Regions from separate parts of the Mus musculus genome. Here all the other regions are linked to region 1. The links are chromatin contacts, called in public Hi-C, HiChIP or PLAC-seq and promoter capture Hi-C maps. All regions are on one chromosome and are shown on one strand. The core of a region is the stretch at or near the end of the contact, and the rest is flanking DNA. Distances in the headings are between cores, read along the strand shown. Region 1 holds the start of Tex264 (testis expressed gene 264). Region 2 holds the start of Gnat1 (guanine nucleotide binding protein, alpha transducing 1). Region 3 holds the start of Ifrd2 (interferon-related developmental regulator 2). Region 4 holds the start of Hyal2 (hyaluronoglucosaminidase 2). Region 5 holds the start of Cacna2d2 (calcium channel, voltage-dependent, alpha 2/delta subunit 2). Region 6 overlaps Mapkapk3 (mitogen-activated protein kinase-activated protein kinase 3). Region 7 overlaps Mapkapk3 (mitogen-activated protein kinase-activated protein kinase 3).

Region 1 (2,612 bases), core at 51-2,550:
GAAGAAAGAGTGTCTCCTGACAGTCATTTCCTGACACAGGCTAATGAGTTTCAGAGAGACAGAATTAACATGTGCTCTGAACCTGGGCCATGTGCCCTTCGTGTCTCAAGAACCCTATCTAGTGTACAGCCCACCTGCCCGAAGCAGCCAATCATTACCATGTTTGATGTTCACGGTAAAATAGCTATAATGACTTTCCTGCCCTCTCTACTTTGAAGACTTTTGAGTAGCTAGCTGCTTTTTCTTACCAGCCTGTCTACAGCATTGGGACATTTGTCTTGTGGATGACATTCAAGATCACATGTTACCCCATGGCTGCTGGCTTTTTCCAAAGTCATCTTATATGCTCTTTGGGTGATCAACTTTCCATAAAGCAATCTTGTCAGAAGTACTAATATAGTCCTTGGCCCAGCCTGTCTGGCATCAAGATTTATAAACAGCCAAGTTTACAAGCATAGTGGCCTTCCTCACTTCCAGCATAGATCTGGGCGTCTCAGGAGGTGCCCTCAGTACAGTGCTTTGAGATTCATAGGTCATCAGATCCTAGCTCAAGATTGAACCTGTATTGAAGGAGCTTACCCTTGACTTGGGAGTTACCTAAGTTATATTAACTTAGTAGAAACTCCCAGCAACCACAGCCAGGGCTGTGAAGTAGAAGCTTTGAAAAGAGGTGTTCCCTGGAGTGAACTTCCGGAGGCCAAGGCTTTCATTTGGTTCACTCAGTGTTTCCATAATAAAGGTTGGATGGAGGGATGGTCGTCCCTATGCTCAGAGAATCCCTGATGGGTGGCTGAGTGAAGACACTTAAATTTGCATTCTCCAGAGATTGTTCAGAGCATCTTTTGTTTATCCATAGCTTCCTCAGCTGTTAAGACCTGAGCAAGCGGCCAGACTTGAGAAGGTTCTGAGGGAAGGTGGCGAGAGTAAGACTGGTTCAGTTAGTAAGAGGCCGACATTGCTGTGCGGATCCTCTCTAAAATGCACAAACACTATTCAGTCCCGCTTTGGCTTCCTGGGCTTCTGGAGCAGGCAAACAGGCTGACTTTCCCGGTGCTTGGAGCCCGCCTTCACCCCTGCGCCTTCCCTTCCCTCCCTGTCGGCCAGGATACCTTGGGGTATTGGTTGGTTGTTGCTTGATCACCTTCAGGAGTTCCCCTTCATTGGAAGCAGGAATGTGTGTTGTGGGCCCAACCCAGCTGGGGGGGGGGGAGGCGGCGGGGGAGGCGTGCATGTTACCAAGGAGACGGGGCGGGGCAGGCCTCCGCCCTCCAAATCTGGAGCGCACGCGCCCACAGCCACGGTCACGTCCCGCCGCGAAAGGGGCGGAGCGAGCGCGAGGGGCAAGCGCACACAGGCTCCACGACTGAGCCCCTATCTTCCTCCGGCGCCCGTCCGCGTCCGTGGGGCCGCCGCTGAGGTGAGGGCGGGGCCAGAGGCGAGGCGTTCCCGACGGGGTGTCTGCCGGGGCTCCCCCTCATCCCCTCCCGCCTGCTCCCCGCGGCCTGAGCCGCCCTCTGCCCCGCGTCTGACTCACTGCTGGCCCAGCCTGCTTCCCGGGCCTGAAAGCGACGGGGAGGCGGTCCTGACCTCTCGGCGCGGATCCTGCCTCGGTGCTGGGTGCGGGAACGTCCGGGGTCCGTGGGACTAGAGGGGAACGGGCGGGGCCCTCACCTTTCAGCAGCGCTGCCTGTGGCCGCGCGTCGCGTCGCCGCTCCAAACTTTAGCGTGTCTGAAGTTGCAGAGGTGCAGGAGGCCGTGAAGCGAGCCGGGGCGGCAGGAAGCCGACAGCACGAAGCGGCGACCCCAAGGCCCCCCGGCTGCTAGCACCCAAGTTCGCCGGCGCAGGTCCCTTTAAGGGCCCGGCCCTCCGCAGAGCGCACGTGAGCGGCCTCCGGAAGCCTGCGCCTAGTCCCTACTCCGACGCTTGCGGGCCAAGGAAGTCATCTCTACCCTGCACCTCTGACATTAGTGGAAACTGAGGCCCAAGAGAGGGCACACGCTGCCCAAGGTCAGCAGCAGGGGTTGCGTTGGCGCCAAGTGTGGTAGTCGGGCCCAGTGAAGATCATAGGCATGACGTTGTGAAGCTGGACTTGGCCTGACTCCCCCCCCCCCCCCGCGCGATCTGAGGGTGGGGTTGGCGCGTTTGTAGACGGGTCCCCGTTCTGTGGGCTTTCCCTGGAACAGGGTTACTCAGGGCCTGCTTTGCTCACTGCCTGTGTCTAGGGCTGGGATGACTGTTCCTTTCTGCCCCCCTAGCGCCGGAGTACTGGAGCCCTGCTGGACTGGATGCTATGAGTTGCTAAAAGTGAGCCTGACTTTTTCGGTGAGCCTTCCCATCCCCTGTCCTCGCCTTTCTCTATTGGGTGTGGGGAAATTTGCCTTACTTCTTCCTTGGCTGACCAAAGCTCTGGGGATGGGCAGAAACATAGCCCCCTTTTTCTGAACAGTTTGCGAAGTGGAAGGAAGAGACAGGTTGGGAGCTAAGTTCCCTTAAACAGAAGTGTGTGGCAGTGCTTGTCACTCCCAAGACAGGCTATGGCCTAGATATTGAGAGCTTCTAGCCTTGAGATAAGCGAGGGCCAAAAGATGAAGTGCCTTTTTGGAAACCAGAG
Region 2 (2,612 bases), core at 71-2,570, 990 kb before region 1:
GGTTTCCGGTTATATGGGCAGAAGCCATCTCTAGCACCTAGATGCTCCGCACAGCAGGCTCCATATGTCACCAACTGCTACACCTGAGCAGGTCTCCAAACCCTGGAATAGAGGCTGTCAGGTTAGAGTGGTACCCTATGCAGGTCCCACATTATGAGTAGACCAAGCAAAAGCAGAGCAAGTGAGACCCCACTCACTCTTCTGTACTCTGGGGAGCGCCAAGATCTTCACATCTGACAATAGGCTTGCCAAAGATACACTGAATGTAGCCACCTCTATGGTGATCTTTGTTGCATCTAAATGCACATGTACGCTTAGACAGTGTGCATGGGCTGGCACAGGCAAGCATGTATGCACACACAGGCACACAGGTGTGCATCTAAATGCTTAGGCAAGGGCACTGTGAATTCACACAAAGCCCTGCAAAATGAGCACACACACACACCCGTGCCTAGACGGAGAACAGGTAGAGCATGCTGGACTGAAGTACATGCCCAGCATGCGGGCATCCTAGACTTGATCCCCAGTATACACACACAGAGCACCACTGCACATCCACAGGCTGCACTCATCATCATTTAAACAGGTATGTAAGAGCACATGTACTTAACTACTAGCAGGTACACATACATGCAGGTATACAGGACTGGGTGTGTGCACTTAACTTCGCTCGATTCTAGTAAGGAACAGAAAGACACACATGGGCTGTGTATAGCAGACTCACCCATCTACCAGCAGAGGACATGTAGACACCATGTACAGGGTCACATTTAACCCTGAGTGGTAGGCAAATAGTCACCTATTCCCTCAGGGCTCCCAGGAGGCACAGTACCCTCTGGTCCAGAGACACCCCACTCTTCTAAGCCACTGCTAATTATGTGAGCCTCTTCTAATCGGTAAAATGGGGCTGAGATTCGGGCACCACCTTCCTCCAAGTTCATGTAAGCTTACAAGATAAGGAGAGGTGACCACAGCTGGGAAAACATTAGGCCCTCTGTGCCTACACCTCCTTCAGCACTCTCCTGCCAGCTCCCAGTCCCCCCACTCCCGGGACTAAAGGGTCTGTTCCCTCAATTCTGCCAAATAAATGTATATAGGACAGGAGTGGAAGAGGACTCTCTAGGATCTCATCTGGAGACCTGGAGGGGGGCAGAGGGGTGCCAAGTCAGCAGTTGAAGGATTGGGGCCTTGCCAGCCAGATTAAAATGCTAGGAGACTGAGCTTCACCTGTCCTTGTCTCTGATTGGCCCTCGGGCATCCCTAGCTCCCAAATCCCACCGAGCTACCCCACCAGGACCTGTGCAGGTCTGTGGAGAGCCAGTTGATTGTTGGCTTTGGGGCCAGAAGGTCGTCTGAGGAGGCCGGGGAGGCTGCCTACCCTGTCCCTTTGCCTGCTGCTGGGACCATGGGGGCTGGGGCCAGCGCTGAGGAGAAGCACTCCAGAGAGCTGGAGAAGAAGCTGAAAGAGGATGCTGAGAAGGATGCCCGCACTGTGAAACTGCTGCTTCTGGGTAGGGGTGTGGGCCAGCGATGGGGAGGGGACAGCTGCCGGGCAGTCAGGCTAGGCAAACAGCCTCTCCTTGAAGCAGGGATTCCTTAGACGGAGGAAGAATGACAGTGTGGTGGGAGCCATTCCCAGGCAAGGCCAGGTGATGATGTCATAGTCCCCAAGGCAAGGATCCCAAGATAATTTCTTGGGACCCTTTTTTTTAAAAAAAAGATTTATTTTATGTAGGTGAGTACACTGTCGCTCTCTTAGACACACCATAAGAGGGCATCGGATCCCATTAAAGATGGTTGTGAGCCATCATGTGGTTGCTGGGAATTGAACTCAGGACCTCTGGTAAAGCAGTCAGTGCTCTTAACCACTGAGCCATCTCTCCAGCCCCTGGGGACACTCTTCTCTGCAGAAGGGTATACCAAACACCATTGTATGAATGTGTGTGTTCAGGCACATTTTGCCCTCAGACTATAGCTGTGGGTTTTCCAGGCCTGCTCAGCAAGGTATTCTTGGCTTTTCTTTCTCTCTTGAGAATAAGGTCTGAGAATAACTCTAGGATCACCCAGGTCCACAAAGGCACTGGGTGCCAGAACTTGGTCATCAGTAGACCTGTGAGACAGCTTTTAAAAGTGGAAAGATGCCAGGCAGTGGTGGCGCAGGCCTTCAATCCCAGCACTGGGAGGCAAGAACAAGTGACTCTCTGAGTCTGAGGCTAGCCTGGTCTACAGAGTGAGTTCCAGAATAGCCAGGCTTACACAAAAGGAAAAAAGGAAGTGGAAAGATATTGAGGCCTACATGGGATAAATAAAGCCAACCTCATGATCCCGTGGGTATTGAGGGGACATGCGGGTACCATTGCTTAACCCCAAAGGGAAAGTTGCTGCTTTAGAAGGGCAGCCAGAGGTACTAAGCCAGAGCCCCAAGAGAAAGGCCAAAGCTAAGCCGGAAATCCCATTAATTGTATCCAACACCCTTAAGGAGTGCAGGCTCAGAAAGGATATCGGCTCTGTCCTCTCCCCCATCTAAGGATGCTAATTCCCTCTGAGTCTCTCAGAGACATCTCCCTAGTTTCAGGTGAAAAGCAGAGGCTGGTCCATTCGGATAGTCCTAT
Region 3 (2,612 bases), core at 34-2,533, 900 kb before region 1:
GAAGCTCTTGACCGGGTGTCTGAAAAAGTAAACATAGGGACTCTCAAAGTGTCAGTAGGGCAGGAACAGAGAGACGGCCTGTGAGCTCTCTCCAGGGCTGAAGACTGGCCTTAAATAGGGCAGCTACTATGGTAGGCACCCTGGACAGGTTCTGACCCAGTAGGAGTCCTTACACCTTAGGGACCACTAACATTACTTGCTTGTAAAAAAACGTTCAGCCCACACGTTGATTTCTGTTCACCTCTTCTCTTACTATCCTACTTGTCAAAACTGCCCGGACGGTCTCATCTGCCGCACTGTATTGTGGTCCCTTTGGCTGCTGGGCCCTTGCGCCAGATTCTTTACCGTCTCAGAAGCTCCCCTCACAGGGCCTGCCATAATTCTAAGACCACTCTCGGTAAGTATATGCTTTCAGTACTAGTTCTTGTGGAACTGTCACCACCCTATTAAATGCCCCGAGACCCAAGCCACATTAAAGTGGCTGTCAGGTCAAAAATATGCTGGGCAGGCACTCTTTTTCAGCAGTTGTTTGTTTAATGCAACAGGTCATGCTTCTGGTTGAGTCTGATAAGAAGTCTCCAGGCTGCTTCGGTCTCTCTGGATGTCCTCCCGGTCTCTAGTCCAATTGACAGGGCCCCAATTCTCTACCTTTCCAATCACACTTCCCCGTTTTACAGAACAGACAAGGTCTCTCTGCTAATTTCCTTGTGCAGCCTACCAAATGCACTACTAGTATTTGGCAAAAGGGTTGGCTTCACGCTCTTTCTGGTGTGGTTTTCTACCCCAGTAGCGATGGGAAAACCTAGGTCCTTAATGCTGGTCAAGTCATCGTTGCGGCGCGGGATTTCGAAAAACAGCTGGCAATGTGCTCAAGTGAGGCGCACACGTGGCCAATGCCAGCTGGGGCACGTGCGAGCCTTAGCAGAGTTCTGGGAGGTCACGCTGGGCTGATCTGGGAAGATTCATCAACTCAGGTCCCTCAATGACATCGAAGGGGAATCACGGAACACCCCCGCTCACTACTGAACAAGTCTACTGGAGCCCCCGGACTCACCTCCTCCACGGCGCTGACCGCCCTTGCGGAGCGCATTGCCCTTCCGAGCACGAGGCATTCCTGGAACCGAGAATTGGGAACACGGGAATGGGGCGCGGGGTCAGGGACCCGGAGGGCGGGGACTCCAAACCAGCGAAACGCTGGCCCGTGTGCTGAGCTGAGACTGGCGAGGACGACAGGAGCCACACGCCGCGCGCGCCACCATCTTCGTGAGGCGCCCCGCCCTGTCAAATGGGTCGCTGGGAAGGTGAGTTCCCGGCCACCAAGTTCAGATCCACATACACGCGGCCGAAACTACTATCCCCAGGCATCAGCGTACACAGATTAGCACCGCCCAAGTTGTGCGCAGTGCACGACGGGAGTAGTAGTCCATTCCGGAGACACATAAGCCGACGCCGCTCTAGCTAAACTATGTACCCACAATGCCCTGCGTACCCACTTCGCCCCTCCTTCCCCTACCCCCGCCCGCGCGGTTCATAGTTAACTCAGTAGTTTCCTTTCTCACTAGAAGCGTCTGCAGGGCCTGATAACGAAGCACCTGCTTGGAGGCGCCAGGTTTGGCCCTAGATAGAATGGTGAGGACAAACTTCAAGTAATGAAAGAGTGACTTTATGGATAAAAATACAGATAATAGCTTAGCGTTTAACAGACCTTAGCTTAATTTTTTTTGGGGGGGATGTGTGTTGGGAGGCATGTAGGGGTTGTCTGAACCTAGATTTTACTTCTCTATAGATACGCTGGGGTATAGGAACAAAGTCCTAGGCTAGTCACCTTAAATGCCTGGAACTGACCCGGAAGCTTCTTTTTTTTTTTTTTTTTTTTTTCTGAGACAGGGTTTCTCTGTATAGCCCTGGCTGTCCTGGAACTCACTTTGTAGATCAGGCTGGCCTCGAACTCAGAAATCGGCCTGCCTCTGCCTCCCGAGTGCTGGGATTAAAGGCGTGCGCCACCATGCCCGGCTCCTCAGGAATTTCTATGGAAGTTGTATTGGTGGAAGTGGGATATGTACTTGGGAAAGTCCCATAAGCTAAACAAAGCATAAAGGGGAATTCCTCTAGGACTGGGAAAATGACAGCAGGGTCAAGTAGCAAAGGCAGGGACTCCTGACTCTATGTTGGGCTCAGGGTTTAGGCTCCAGGCAGGTAGGGCCAGCCCAACCCGAATAACAATGGCATCTGAAGGAATTCCAAGCTCCAAGACTGTCATCTGGCTGCAGATGTAGAAAGGCTTCCATTTGTCCTGGGTCTTTCCGGGCACATCGACCATGGCCATGACATCGCTGGTGACTGCAAGCCATGGCAGCCTTGGTCACATTGATCACATAGGGGCCTAAAGTGCCCACTAAGTAGTCATGGAGACGCCAGCACTTTTCCTACACAGAGAAAAGATAGGTCAAAGCTCCTTTTCTATGACTTGGCATGGCTTCTCCCCTATCTTGGGGCTCCAGCATGTGCACGATGAGGGGCAACGCTCACCTCAGAGCTAGAGAAGCTCAGGTCCCCCCAGAGTACCACTCCAGCTGTTCCCAGTGCGGCACTCACTCCAATAGTCTGCATCA
Region 4 (2,612 bases), core at 52-2,551, 880 kb before region 1:
CTGCCGTTCTGAGGCACACCGCCATGCACAGATGTCCCGGCTGCATCAAAACGTGGATACAGGCCTAGACGGTCGTAGTAGAAGGTGGTGATATTCTGGTTGAAAAAACCCTCATTCGGTGTAGCCTTCACATCGAAGGCCCTAAGGTCCAGTGGCACTTTGTGGCGTGGGGCACATTCTTGTGTGGGCACGTTCCATGCTACCACAAAGGGTCGGCCAGTGAAGATGGGCGGCGCTGTGGGCTTAAGCTCCCCGGCCCATGCTACCTCCAGCACTAGGGCCAGTGTGATGATGGGACCTAGTCCTGCCCGCATGCTGGGGGCTACAGGAAGTGTTACCTGCCTGGTAGCAGCTCAGGAACTGAAGAAAGTGTGAGAGAGAACAAGTCAGTCTAGCAAATTCCAGAGATGTGTACGCACCTTCATCCCACATAAACTCCCCAAACCCATACTGTGCGGCACACCATGCTCCTGCTCAGATGGCCGAGGCTGTAACAGGTTTGGGAGATAGCAGGATGCTGATGGGTAGGCAAAAGACCTTAGGGAATTTACCGAAACCACAGAGCTCTTTCTAGAGCAGGGAGCTGCCCGTGGTTGGGCAAGAATCTCCTTTAGGTCCATGTCCTTTCTGAAAAAGGGACTGATTAGGCTACCGACTCACTGCTAGAGTCACTTACATGCCTGTATACCATACAGTAAATAGTTTTAAAACACTCTGAACACCCCATGTCCCCCACCCTCATTACGAACTCAGAATTGATTCTGAGAAGAGACAGCATTTGGGGCACAACGCATACAGAAGCTGGGAAGCTGTTAGGTACACTGCAGAGGAACTGGTATCTGTGCAATGTGCGCCAAGCAGAAGAGCAAGAACGTCAGGACTTAGTCTCGGGCACCGACACTCTTAGGATAGGAGGAGGCGCCCCGGGGACAAAGGGGCAGCGGACTTCCCACCGCGGTGCTCGCCGACCTGCCCTTCCCACCACAGCCACCAAGAATCTGTGTGAGCACTTCGCGACCGGCCCACACCCTCACCTCCCAGCACAAGGGGTCCCGGGTAAAGAGTATTCCACTCCGGTCTTTGTGCGGGACCCCGCCCCCGCCCCGCACGTGGGGCCAGAGTTCAGCCGGGTGGGGGTGGGGTTCCTGGGTCACTTATGAGGGCGCCCCTAGAGATTCAGAGCCCATCTCACAGGAAGAGAGTCACCAGGCTTGCGACGCCCGCCCTCACCTCGAACCAGGCGCCACCAGGACCCACGCCAGGGCCGCCGCCATCCTGGTACCAACCAAGCCCGATCCGGCCCTTCGCCCAAGCACTGCCCCAGCTCGAGCCTCTGTTGGCTCCGCCCCGAGGCCCGCGGGCCCTTTAAGAATCCTGCCTCGGAGGTGGGTGGATGGCAGAATTTACGGCCTCGTAGGGAGGGTGTGTTTCTCTTCCTTTTTGCCAGTGCTGCGTTTCGAGTTCGAGGACCCTTAGATCTTCTGTAGAGGAACATAGTTATGTATCTGAGATTGAATACCTCCTGGAATGGGGATTCCCGCTGGTTTTAGCCACCAGAGCTAACCAGCCTGAGATATTACCCCCACAATCTGTCGTCAGTGGAACAATCCACTCTTTGCAGCTGGCCTCTTAAAGGGATAGAACATTGGATGGGGCGGGCGCGAGCGGAATGAGGGGGTAGTGGTGGTAATGGCATTTGAAATAAAAGCTTATAGCTGAAGCCTTGACTGGGGGTAGCTGCGGATTCAATCCCACCTGTCTGAATATGGACTCTAGCAAAGTGGGCCCTTTGTCTAGTGTAAGAGATTTTGACACGAGTGGATCCAGAACCTCTTGGAACATTAATGACCCGCCTTCGCTGAGCCCAGGTTCCCTCCACTAGTCTGTCTGCGGTCAGAAGGAAGCCCCGCCTTTTGTTTTGCCCGTCTAGAGGAGGGGGCCTAGTACAGCTTCTGAGCCCTCCTTTGGCAAAGCAGACATAGTGGTTGTCCTGGTAACCAGGGGGGTGGGTCGCTGCCTTGCCAAAGGGATTGAAGTTCAGTCGGGCCAAAGGGGAAAGTGATCTAGCCACTTTCACCGGATCCACGCCAGGGCTTGCCAATTTACTGGATTCTCCCCGGACCAGTCTCTGCGACGAGGTGAAGGTGGGATGGTTGTCCATAGGGGTACCCACTCAACTCCAAATAAAGAGCAATTTGCCAAAGTTTCGGGCCTGACTTCGTAGAAAGGAGGCTTCAGTGTCTCCCTAGTACCCCGACTCCATATTCTGAACCTTTCTGCCTTGCAATCCCCTTCCAGTGAGGACTAGGTTTAGACCTGTACCCTCGCCTCTTAGATCTGCTCTCCAATGCACGACTCAAATCTCCGAAAGTCCGCTTCTGGCCGCCAGCCCCTTTCCCTACCGCAAGCTTGGAAGCTAGGGAGCGCCGCAGGAGTACACGCATTTATGGCAGTGCGGACTAGCTTTATGTACTACTCTGCGCTCACCTGAGTAGAGTCTCTCCAGCCAGGTTCCTTGCGCCAGCTGCTGCCCTCTGGGCAGTCTGCTGGGGATTTGATAAACCCCATTCCTTCCCACCCACTCCCTCCCGCCTCCCATCCCTGCTCTTTCT
Region 5 (2,612 bases), core at 80-2,579, 710 kb before region 1:
AAGCACGGTGGTTGCCATGCCCCAAAGGGTGTCTGGACACTGACATATGGCTAAGGCACGGTGTCAAGAAACAGATGTTGTCCTAAAGGCCACATGCAGAATACCCACTCCTTATCCAGACACATCTGCCCGACTCTACCAGATCTTGGGGAAGGTGAAGAGGCTCAGACTGACCATAATAACCACTAGCAAGAGCTGGCAGAACCTGGAAATGCTATTACCCAGTTGGTAGCAGGAGCGACAGTGTCAGCATCAGGAGCAGGCAGGGGTCCTCCCTGTCATTCACCTTCTGACCCAACCCCAGCACCTTTACCTCCTTATTGAGCTATCCAGGGACGTCCCCTCAGGTGGGCGATCAAGAACAGGTGACATTGACCGAAGCAAGAAGGCGCTGGCACCCTCTGCATCCAGTATCGCTCCCCCCCCCCAAGGAAAAGGCCCAAGAAGACAGGTGTGGATGTAACCCCACGTCTGACTCTAAAGCGCCAGGTTCCCACCAGGGATAAAACACTGGGCAGATGCCTGGCTCCAAGTCTACCGGGCAGGGGTCGTTGGCCATTCTCTCGACCAACCTCAGGCTCCTCTATCACCGGACAGTGGCAGGAGTATAAACTGGCAGACTCGACCCCCACCCCATCCCTAAGCTTGAAGATGTTTTGCTCTGTCCCGTTGCAGGGGGTGGGGTGGGGGCGGTCTATGGGAAGCAGGGCACCGCAAGGAAGTTTCGCGACGCAGCCAGAAGCTCCGGGACCCTGGCTGCCAGCCCACGGGGGTTTGTAGCCGACACCCTCACTTGCAGCATGCCATGGGAACCAGAGCCCCCGCCCCGACACCCGGAGTGGAGAGTGGAGGGGCAGACGCGGGCTGAGGGGCGCAAGGGAGCGCGGGGCTCTGCGGGGTCCCGCGGCCGGCTGAGGCCACTTACGTGTGCTGCTGGGGGAAGCTGTAGGCAGAGGCGCCGGGGGCGGTGAGCAGCGGTAAAAGCAACAGAGGCGGCAGCAAGAGCAAGAGCGGGCGTGCGGGCCCGGACGCTGGGCCCCGGGGGTCAGGGCAGGGCCGGGGGCCGCGACCGGGCCAGGGGCGAGCGGTCCGCACCGGGCCGGGCCAAGAAGCGCCGCAGGTCCGAGCCGGCACCGCCATGTTTCCATTCAAGATGCGGCGCCGCGGGGAGGGAGGGGGGACGGCGGCGGCGGGATGGAGGTGGGGGGGCGCGGGCGGCGGGCGGAAAGCCGGCCTCTTCTCCACCTCCTTCTCCGCGCGGGGCCTCCGGGGCTGCACTGGCCGCAGCGCCTCTGCGGGCTGCGCGCAGCGATCTCCCCGCCGCGCTGGCTCCAAGCGCTTTGAGCGCCTGGCCCGGGACCTGCGCTCAAATAGCGGCCGCCGCCAACCTGCCGGCGCCGCCCTCCCCTGTCGCTCCCTCCCTCATTCCCTCCCTCCCTCTCCTTGGCCGGCCCGCCTCCGCGCGCCCCCGCCGCGGTCACGCGCCCGCCTGTGCCCGCGCGCCCCTCGTCCCCGTTCACCCCGGAGCCTGCCCTACTGGCTCGCGCAAACCGATCCGAATCCAAGCTCGCGAGTCCTGAGCCCCAGCCGTGGTCCCAGCGCCCAGTGCACGTCCCCGCCCCCACACCTCAGACCGGGGGACTCCTCTTGGCCCTGCGAGTGGGAACTCTCCCTAGGCAGTTGCACATATGACCCTTCTGGGACTCGACCTTCAACAGGCTTAAGGCCTGGAGTCACAGGTTTAAATGGTGGAATGGCAGGCTTCTGCAGACTACAGAGGAGAATGGCAGTCCTGTCACACCCACAGAAGAAGCTCCAGCTACCTCAAGATTTCTTTCTGTGGGGATCGGGGTGAGGGGGTTGGGGGCGTGGGGGGGGCAGCCCTTGGCAGAAAAACGGATCTTGGTTCTCCTAGTTCCTTGGAAGAGAGTCCAGCGGCACAGATGTGGGGACTGAAGGAAGCGGGATACCTCAGCTCTTGCTTTGCTCCACTTTACTGTCCAGACAACACGGGCCACGGAGCCCAAGCCTCCGCTCCCTGGACTTGCACAGCTTCGGGTCAGACTCGTCTAGAGGCAGGAAGCTCAGTCTAGCATAAACCACTCACTTTTGTCCTGGTGGGACCTGGCATCTTCCTGCTGTAGTTACAACAATGAGCTGTGTGTAACATTCAGCGTGTGGGCCACCTTCTCAGAGCCTTCCCTTTTCATAGGAATACCCCTGTAAGGCTGCAGTGCCATTTCCAGGATGCAGTGAGAAAGGGGTTGAATGTCTGGTAGCAGAAGCACTCACAGTTTCGAAGAGCATTCCAAGGACCTGCTCAGGTTGGCCCTTGAGCCCCACTTTGCCAGCCCCCAACGCTGACCCACAGTGGTGAGAATGCTCCCTGCCACCCTGCCACAGGACCCCCTTTGGCTGCCCACAGACTCTGCCAAACAAGACACTAAGGGCTTATTAACTGGTTGGTGGCTCAGTTCAGAGATGTCCAAGGACTCTCATCCCATGCCTGGGTAGGTCACCCAACATCTACTCACAACCGACTTTCCAGAGAGAGGAGAGAACAGTAGCCTCTGGGCCAAGGGGTACAGAAGTGATATAGACTCAGACAACCT
Region 6 (2,612 bases), core at 71-2,570, 590 kb before region 1:
TGTGGTTGCTGGGAATTGAACTCAGAACCTCTGAAAGAGCAGTTGGTGCTCTTAACTGCTGAACCATCTCTCCAGCCCTTATTTTTATTTCTAGTGTAGTTTTATGTGTATTAGTGTTATGTATATGTGTATTTATCTGCATGTATGTCTATGCATGACTTGAGTGCCTGGTGGCCACTAAGCCCAGAAGAGAGCATTATCTTACTGGGAATCAGACCCCCTGCCTCTGGAAGAGCAGAGAGAGAGAGAGAGAGAGGAGAGAGAGAGAGATTTTCCTCTGTGAACATAGAGGTAGACATTAGGCAGCCCTCTGTGTGTGCGCTTGTAGGACTCCCAGTCTCCCTTGTCCCTATGAGGATCTGAGACCATTTTCTGACCTGTTGGATTGCTCCCGGGGTGCACCTAGCTTTTTTTAAGTTCCGGGAAACAGGGAGGAGGGTGTGAGTTTATCTCAGGGCAAGGCCTAGAGGAAGCCAGGACCTGTCAAGCAAACTTGGAAAGCCATTTCCACCCCTGGAACAGTAGGCCCCCAGTGCATTCAGTGTGTGCTCACGTGAACTCTGTGTGCTCTCAGTCCTTCCTTGAGACCTCCTGGAGAAAGAGTACTGTTGTTGTCTGCACTTTTCAGAGCTATAGGATGGCCTGCCAGTGGTGTGTAGGGAGATGAACTAGCCTTCAGTGTTCAGGTAGGTCCCTCCTGAACCTCTGTAGCCACAGCTGCTCTTCCCCCGCATGACCTGAGGCACTGGAACCCCGGTTCACCCCAACTAGCACTCATGTGCCCTCTCTTGCCTACGAGACCAGTTCTGTTCTCTTTTCCTGGCAACGTTTCTTCCCTTTCCCCAGGCCCACCAGATTTGGCCCTTTTGTCTTTATTTCTCGATTGTCTGGAGCTGGCAAAAAAGGAGACAAACTGAGACCATCAAAATGTAATACATTGGAGGAATCTGTTCTGAGACTTGCTGACATCCAAAAGCGCCTTGGCTCTGCCATCAGCTTCGCATCTTGGGGAGGTTGGGGTTTGGCGCTGTAGCTGCTCCTTTCTTCCCAGAACTCTGATGAGTCGTGGTCAGAGAGATCCCAACCTGCCAGGAATCCTGGCCTTGATCTAGAAGGGGAGCTGTCACAGGGAGCCCTCTGTGCTCCTGGGCTCCCTTGCAGTGGGGAGTCTTCCCCACCTTGCCTGCTCTGGCTCCTGAAAGAAGGTAGAAGAGACGGAACTGAGCGAATCCCCTCATCAAATGCTGCGGTGACTCATGAATAGACTCACTCCCCCCCCAACCCTTGAGGACAGAGTGTCTGTGACAGCATTCCCTGCCAAGGTTTTGGACTGATACCAAGGTAGGGCCAGGGAATGTTTGTGGCATCTGGGAATGGACAGGCCTTGGTAGGAAAAGAGCCGAATCTGGATCCCAGGGACTTCTCAGACTTGGAGATGGACTTTTACAAATCACATGACCTCGGGAAGCTACAAAACTGCTGAGCCACAGTCTCCTCAGCTGAGCATTATGGGTAACGGTACAGCTGTCAAAGGGCAAGAGCTAAAGGGTATAACGTACCTAGGACAGGGCATGGGATCTGCAAACACCTGCCACAGTTGACACATCTACTTAGCCTGGTCTGGACTCAGAAGTATGGAGCCTAGGTCTAGGAAGGGCTGGCTAGGCCTCCTCCCCCAGTTTATCTTTCCCTCATTGATGTTGTAGGAAGATTACCCACTCACCTTCACAGCTATAGGAAGAAGGTCTCTCTCTCTCTCTCTATGTATGTATGTATGTATGTATGTATGTACTTAGAATCCAACAGCTCTGGGTTCTCCCTCTCTCTCTCTTTCTATGTATGTATGTATGTATGTATGTATGTATGTATGTATGTATGTTTGTATGTATGCGTGTATGTACTTAGAATCCAACAGCTCTGGGTTCAAGGGTTGATTCATCATCTGGCTGTGTGACTTTGGGAAAGTCACTTAACCTCACAGAGAGACATCTTCTCCAGATACGGTGCACAAAGTGCGAGATGTATCAGCACAAGTATGGGCTGTGCACCAGGAAAGAACAGTTACTTTGAAAGGGGGGTGCTCACACTGACCCCAAACTGTCCTTCGCTAGACATCCATCTTGGGCCTGGACATTTGGAGGTCACTGGTATCATCTGAGCTGACCTCCCTGGAACTTTGCATCTGAGGAGGGGAAGGTAAATGACCAGGGTGTGACAGAGGACAAGATGTGGTCAGAACTTAATGAAGCACGGCCTGATCTGGAGCGAGGCCAACTAATCCATAGCTGCAAAATTGGTTCCATTAGCTCTCTTAATGAGCTACAAAAGCTGGGAAAATGAGTGCGAGAGAGTAATGGCACATGTCCGAGGCTCTAATTTGAAACTGTGGCTAAGAAGTTAGATTTGACATCATTACCAGCTCTTTAAATAGCATGGGTACTCTTGAGGATACGGCCTCCTCAGGGAGTGCCTGTGTGTGTGGGGGAACAGGAGAGGTGTGACGACTTTGGTTTCATTAGGTCCATGCTTAAAGAAACTCTTGTCAAGCCAGTGAGATGGCTCAGCAGACAAAATGCTTGCCACCAAGCCTGCTGGTCTTCATTTGATCCCCA
Region 7 (2,612 bases), core at 67-2,566, 570 kb before region 1:
AAACCAAAGAGTTAAAGCCTGGTGAAGAGGGAGGAGGGAGCAGAGGGAGGAGGGAGCACTCTTGTCTGCATGGAGGCGGGTGATGGGGGGGGGGCTGGAGGCTGCAAAAATATTCTTCCAAACTTCAGCTTCTGCTTTTGAAAATAGATCCAGGAAAATTCTGGCTGTGGCCTGTGAGCTGAATGACGTCACAGCAGCTCTAAATATATATGTGATAAAAGGCTGCCATCAGCTCGGGACGGAGCCCAGCCGCAGTTGTTTTTCTCCGGTTTTCATCTTCATATTCAGAAAGTGGGCAGGCCTTTTCTCCTACATTAGAGGGATGCAGGGTACTAGTAACTGCCTTGTGGGAAAGGGTCCCTTGAGCCAGGAATTAGATGGGGCTAGGGGGCATCCACATACTTAATGATTCCTGGGAAAGCTCCTGGCAGGCTCCAGTACATCCTAAGGCCCCTGTAACAAGTGCCCCTGCCTTGAGAGTTGGGCAATGACTGACGTTTGTCCCTTTGGGAGAGCAATTAAGGGTACAAAGCTTCAGAAAGGCCCCTGTTTATCTAGAGTATTCTGCAATACTTTCATGATAAGTCCAGCCCGCTGAGCTCAATGCACTGACTGGAAGACTAAGGCCAATGGATGGGTATCCAAGCTGACTGGAACACAGAACCCTGTGATCCAGGCTGTGCGTTCAGGGAGACACAATGCTGAGAGACACAACACAGAACACGGCTGGCAGACTGGGATCCTCTTCAATGGCGAGGCCTCTCCAAACTTGGGGCTGGCCTTCTCCCTTCCTCTCTCTTACCAAGTTGAGACTGGCAGAGGGGCTGGAAGTAGCTAGGGGTTTGTCTGAAAGCAGCTTTTTTTTTTCTTTCTTTCTTTCTTTTTTTTTTTTTTCTGGTAGCTGTCTCTCCTCCCCCAACTTCACACACATGCTGCCTTCCCAGAAGGTGCCAGACACTAGTCTGCTCTGCCCTATCTCCCAGCCTGGGTACCTGTTCCTCACCTTACCCAGGCTTAAGATTTCTTCCTAGTCCCCAAGACCCTTGGGGCTAAGAGATTTCCTATGCCCTCGGCTTTGGTAGCTCCTGAGGTCCTGGGTCCAGAGAAGTATGACAAGTCCTGTGATATGTGGTCCCTGGGCGTCATCATGTACATCCTGTGAGTACCACTCCCCACCCCCCACCCCCGCAACCCTGCCTCAACCTTCTGCTTCTACCTTTCCATGAGCTATTTCAGCTTCTCACTCCCTGTGTCCCTAGGGAGGGACTTTTTTACGAGTCATCCCTTGGCCAGGTTGTCTTTTGTTTCCTGTGTTGTTAGATACAGGCCTTGAAACTGCCTGCGGGCTTCCTCATGTCAAGGCTGATGGCATTCCTGGGATGTGTTCAAGAGTCCACAGGGCTGGTATTATTGCTGTGGTGTCTGGAAGCCTGTCTCCCTAGTGAAAAGGAGAGAATGGCTCTGTTTGACCCTTGTGTGCCCAACCCTTGTGCCAAACGACCTCTTCTCTTTGCCAGTTTGTGTGGATTCCCACCCTTCTACTCCAACACCGGCCAGGCCATCTCTCCAGGAATGAAAAGAAGGATTCGCTTGGGCCAGTATAGCTTCCCTAACCCTGAATGGTTAGATGTCTCTGAGGATGGTTAGTAAGCTTCTCTACTCAACCTGGCCCCTTCAACCTTCATTCTGGGAGATATAATTTTTTGTTGTTTTATAAAATGGCGGTGGAAGTGGGTGGTGGACCCTGCCAAGGTGTCTCCCTGAACAATCAAACTATGTGGGGAAGGGGCAGGGGTGGAGGGGGAGAGAGAGAGAGAGAGAGAGAGAGAGAGAGAGAGAGAGAGAGAGAGAGGATGGAGAGAAAGAAGCCAAACAGAGCAAGGTTCATACCTGGCAGGTAGCTATTGCTGGGTAAATGTTGGGTGGAGCCTAGAGGAAATGCTAACACCTTTGGCAGTCAAACTGACTTGTGTTCAAATCCTCACTATTCAAACCTAGACAAGTCATCTGAACTTTTCAAAGTCTCAGTTTTTATATTTGTCAAGTGGGTTCAACATTTGTCTCCCCAGCCAGGAGGCAAAGAGGCTGGAGGATCTCTGTGAGTTCAAGGCCTTCCTGCTCCACAGAGCTAGTTCTAGGACAGCCAAGGATACACAAAGAAACCCCGTCTTGAAAAACAAACAAACAAAAACATAAAACCCCATAAATATCACCTTCCCAGGACCCCTTCCTTGTTTTGTTCATATTTTCCCTCCCAGGTAGCTCAAACAATTCGGCCTTGTATTATCTATTGTTGCTTAATGAATTATCCTGAGTACTTAGTGACCTTCAACGAGAAACACTTGTTAACTCACCATTTCTAATCATGAAGAATGTAGGTGCACGTATAGTCCTGTCTGACAGAGCTTGTGACTCATGTGGGGGAGTTGAGGGACTGTAACTCACTGATTCCTCTTTTCTGGGTCCCCAAGCCAAGCAGCTAATCCGCCTGCTCCTGAAGACAGATCCCACAGAGAGGCTAACGATCATGCAGTTTATGAACCATCCTTGGATCAATGTGAGCGTGGTCTTGGCCTGGAGTAGGGCTGGCAGGATGGAAGGGGATAGTCCTG

Evidence for each region. Promoter capture Hi-C pulls out the DNA fragments that hold promoters and counts their contacts. A called contact is a pair of places that touch in the nucleus more often than the background predicts. HiChIP or PLAC-seq counts read pairs in DNA pulled down with a chosen protein or histone mark.
Region 2: a contact with region 1 is called in an H3K27ac HiChIP or PLAC-seq map of embryonic stem cells, with 2.9 times the contacts expected there. The contact joins the promoter of Gnat1 here to the promoter of Tex264 in region 1. A contact is called at or near these places in 1 of 39 promoter capture datasets (pre-B cells) and 3 of 115 datasets of contacts at active chromatin or transcription factors (bone marrow-derived macrophages, embryonic stem cells and pancreatic cancer cells).
Region 3: an HNF4G HiChIP or PLAC-seq map of pancreatic cancer cells shows a contact between it and region 1. The contact joins the promoter of Ifrd2 here to the promoter of Tex264 in region 1. A contact is called at or near these places in 3 of 115 datasets of contacts at active chromatin or transcription factors (bone marrow-derived macrophages, large pre-B cells and pancreatic cancer cells).
Region 4: a contact with region 1 is called in an H3K4me3 HiChIP or PLAC-seq map of bone marrow-derived macrophages, with 4 times the contacts expected there. The contact joins the promoter of Hyal2 here to the promoter of Tex264 in region 1. A contact is called at or near these places in 9 of 39 promoter capture datasets (the 3T3-L1 cell line, the C10 cell line, the HPC-7 cell line and 6 more), 1 of 484 Hi-C or Micro-C datasets (B cells) and 9 of 115 datasets of contacts at active chromatin or transcription factors (bone marrow-derived macrophages, embryonic hindbrain, embryonic stem cells and 6 more).
Region 5: a contact with region 1 is called in a promoter capture Hi-C map of second pharyngeal arch cranial neural crest. The contact joins the promoter of Cacna2d2 here to the promoter of Tex264 in region 1. A contact is called at or near these places in 8 of 39 promoter capture datasets (HPC-7-derived erythroid cells, cranial neural crest, frontonasal cranial neural crest and 5 more), 1 of 484 Hi-C or Micro-C datasets (embryonic stem cells) and 1 of 115 datasets of contacts at active chromatin or transcription factors (embryonic stem cells).
Region 6: a contact with region 1 is called in a Hi-C map of the N1E-115 cell line, with 2.8 times the contacts expected there. The contact joins the enhancer-like site here to the promoter of Tex264 in region 1. A contact is called at or near these places in 15 of 39 promoter capture datasets (the 3T3-L1 cell line, the HPC-7 cell line, HPC-7-derived erythroid cells and 9 more), 41 of 484 Hi-C or Micro-C datasets (B cells, the Ba/F3 cell line, CD4 T cells and 26 more), 22 of 115 datasets of contacts at active chromatin or transcription factors (the 230-238 cell line, the NIH/3T3 cell line, acute myeloid leukemia and 15 more) and 3 of 9 other capture datasets (adipose tissue, embryonic stem cells and pancreatic islet).
Region 7: an H3K4me3 HiChIP or PLAC-seq map of bone marrow-derived macrophages shows a contact between it and region 1, with 5 times the contacts expected there. The contact joins the enhancer-like site here to the promoter of Tex264 in region 1. A contact is called at or near these places in 11 of 39 promoter capture datasets (3T3-L1-derived adipocytes, the C10 cell line, the HPC-7 cell line and 8 more), 1 of 15 datasets of contacts at CTCF or cohesin (large pre-B cells), 1 of 484 Hi-C or Micro-C datasets (B cells), 4 of 115 datasets of contacts at active chromatin or transcription factors (astrocytes, bone marrow-derived macrophages, fetal liver and 1 more) and 2 of 9 other capture datasets (adipose tissue and embryonic stem cells).

The regions. Positions count from the first base shown.
Region 1 is chr9:106,684,640-106,687,251 of GRCm38.p6, reverse strand. Tex264 (testis expressed gene 264) reads left to right here and starts at 1,300. Exons shown (of 6, transcript NM_001081654.2): 1 at 1,300-1,417; 2 at 2,257-2,323.
Region 2 is chr9:107,678,342-107,680,953 of GRCm38.p6, reverse strand. Gnat1 (guanine nucleotide binding protein, alpha transducing 1) reads left to right here and starts at 1,320. Exons shown (of 9, transcript NM_008140.3): 1 at 1,320-1,511. The coding sequence starts at 1,406.
Region 3 is chr9:107,586,389-107,589,000 of GRCm38.p6, reverse strand. It overlaps Ifrd2 (interferon-related developmental regulator 2), which reads right to left and starts at 1,283. Exons shown (of 12, transcript NM_025903.2): 1 at 1,055-1,283. The coding sequence starts at 1,112. It overlaps Hyal3 (hyaluronoglucosaminidase 3), which reads right to left. Exons shown (of 4, transcript NM_178020.3): 3 at 2,530-2,612; 4 at 1,642-2,426. The coding sequence ends at 2,175.
Region 4 is chr9:107,567,852-107,570,463 of GRCm38.p6, reverse strand. It overlaps Hyal2 (hyaluronoglucosaminidase 2), which reads right to left and starts at 1,301. Exons shown (of 4, transcript NM_010489.2): 1 at 1,231-1,301; 2 at 1-360. The coding sequence starts at 314.
Region 5 is chr9:107,398,597-107,401,208 of GRCm38.p6, reverse strand. Cacna2d2 (calcium channel, voltage-dependent, alpha 2/delta subunit 2) reads right to left here and starts at 1,329. Exons shown (of 38, transcript NM_001174049.1): 1 at 926-1,329. The coding sequence starts at 1,140.
Region 6 is chr9:107,274,594-107,277,205 of GRCm38.p6, reverse strand. All of the region lies in intron 2 of Mapkapk3 (mitogen-activated protein kinase-activated protein kinase 3), which reads left to right. Among named protein-coding and RNA genes, the nearest start is that of Mapkapk3, 14 kb to the left of the region's middle. Within about 2 kb of position 1,320, at least 4 of the 459 cell types and tissues checked have an H3K27ac peak or open chromatin away from gene starts, as enhancers often do. A contact at or near this core is called in the N1E-115 cell line, where this site is marked.
Region 7 is chr9:107,257,360-107,259,971 of GRCm38.p6, reverse strand. It overlaps Mapkapk3 (mitogen-activated protein kinase-activated protein kinase 3), which reads left to right. Exons shown (of 11, transcript NM_178907.3): 7 at 1,083-1,158; 8 at 1,518-1,642; 9 at 2,472-2,557. Among named protein-coding and RNA genes, the nearest start is that of Dock3, 27 kb to the right of the region's middle. Within about 2 kb of position 1,316, at least 38 of the 459 cell types and tissues checked have an H3K27ac peak or open chromatin away from gene starts, as enhancers often do. A contact at or near this core is called in bone marrow-derived macrophages and trophoblast stem cells, where this site is marked.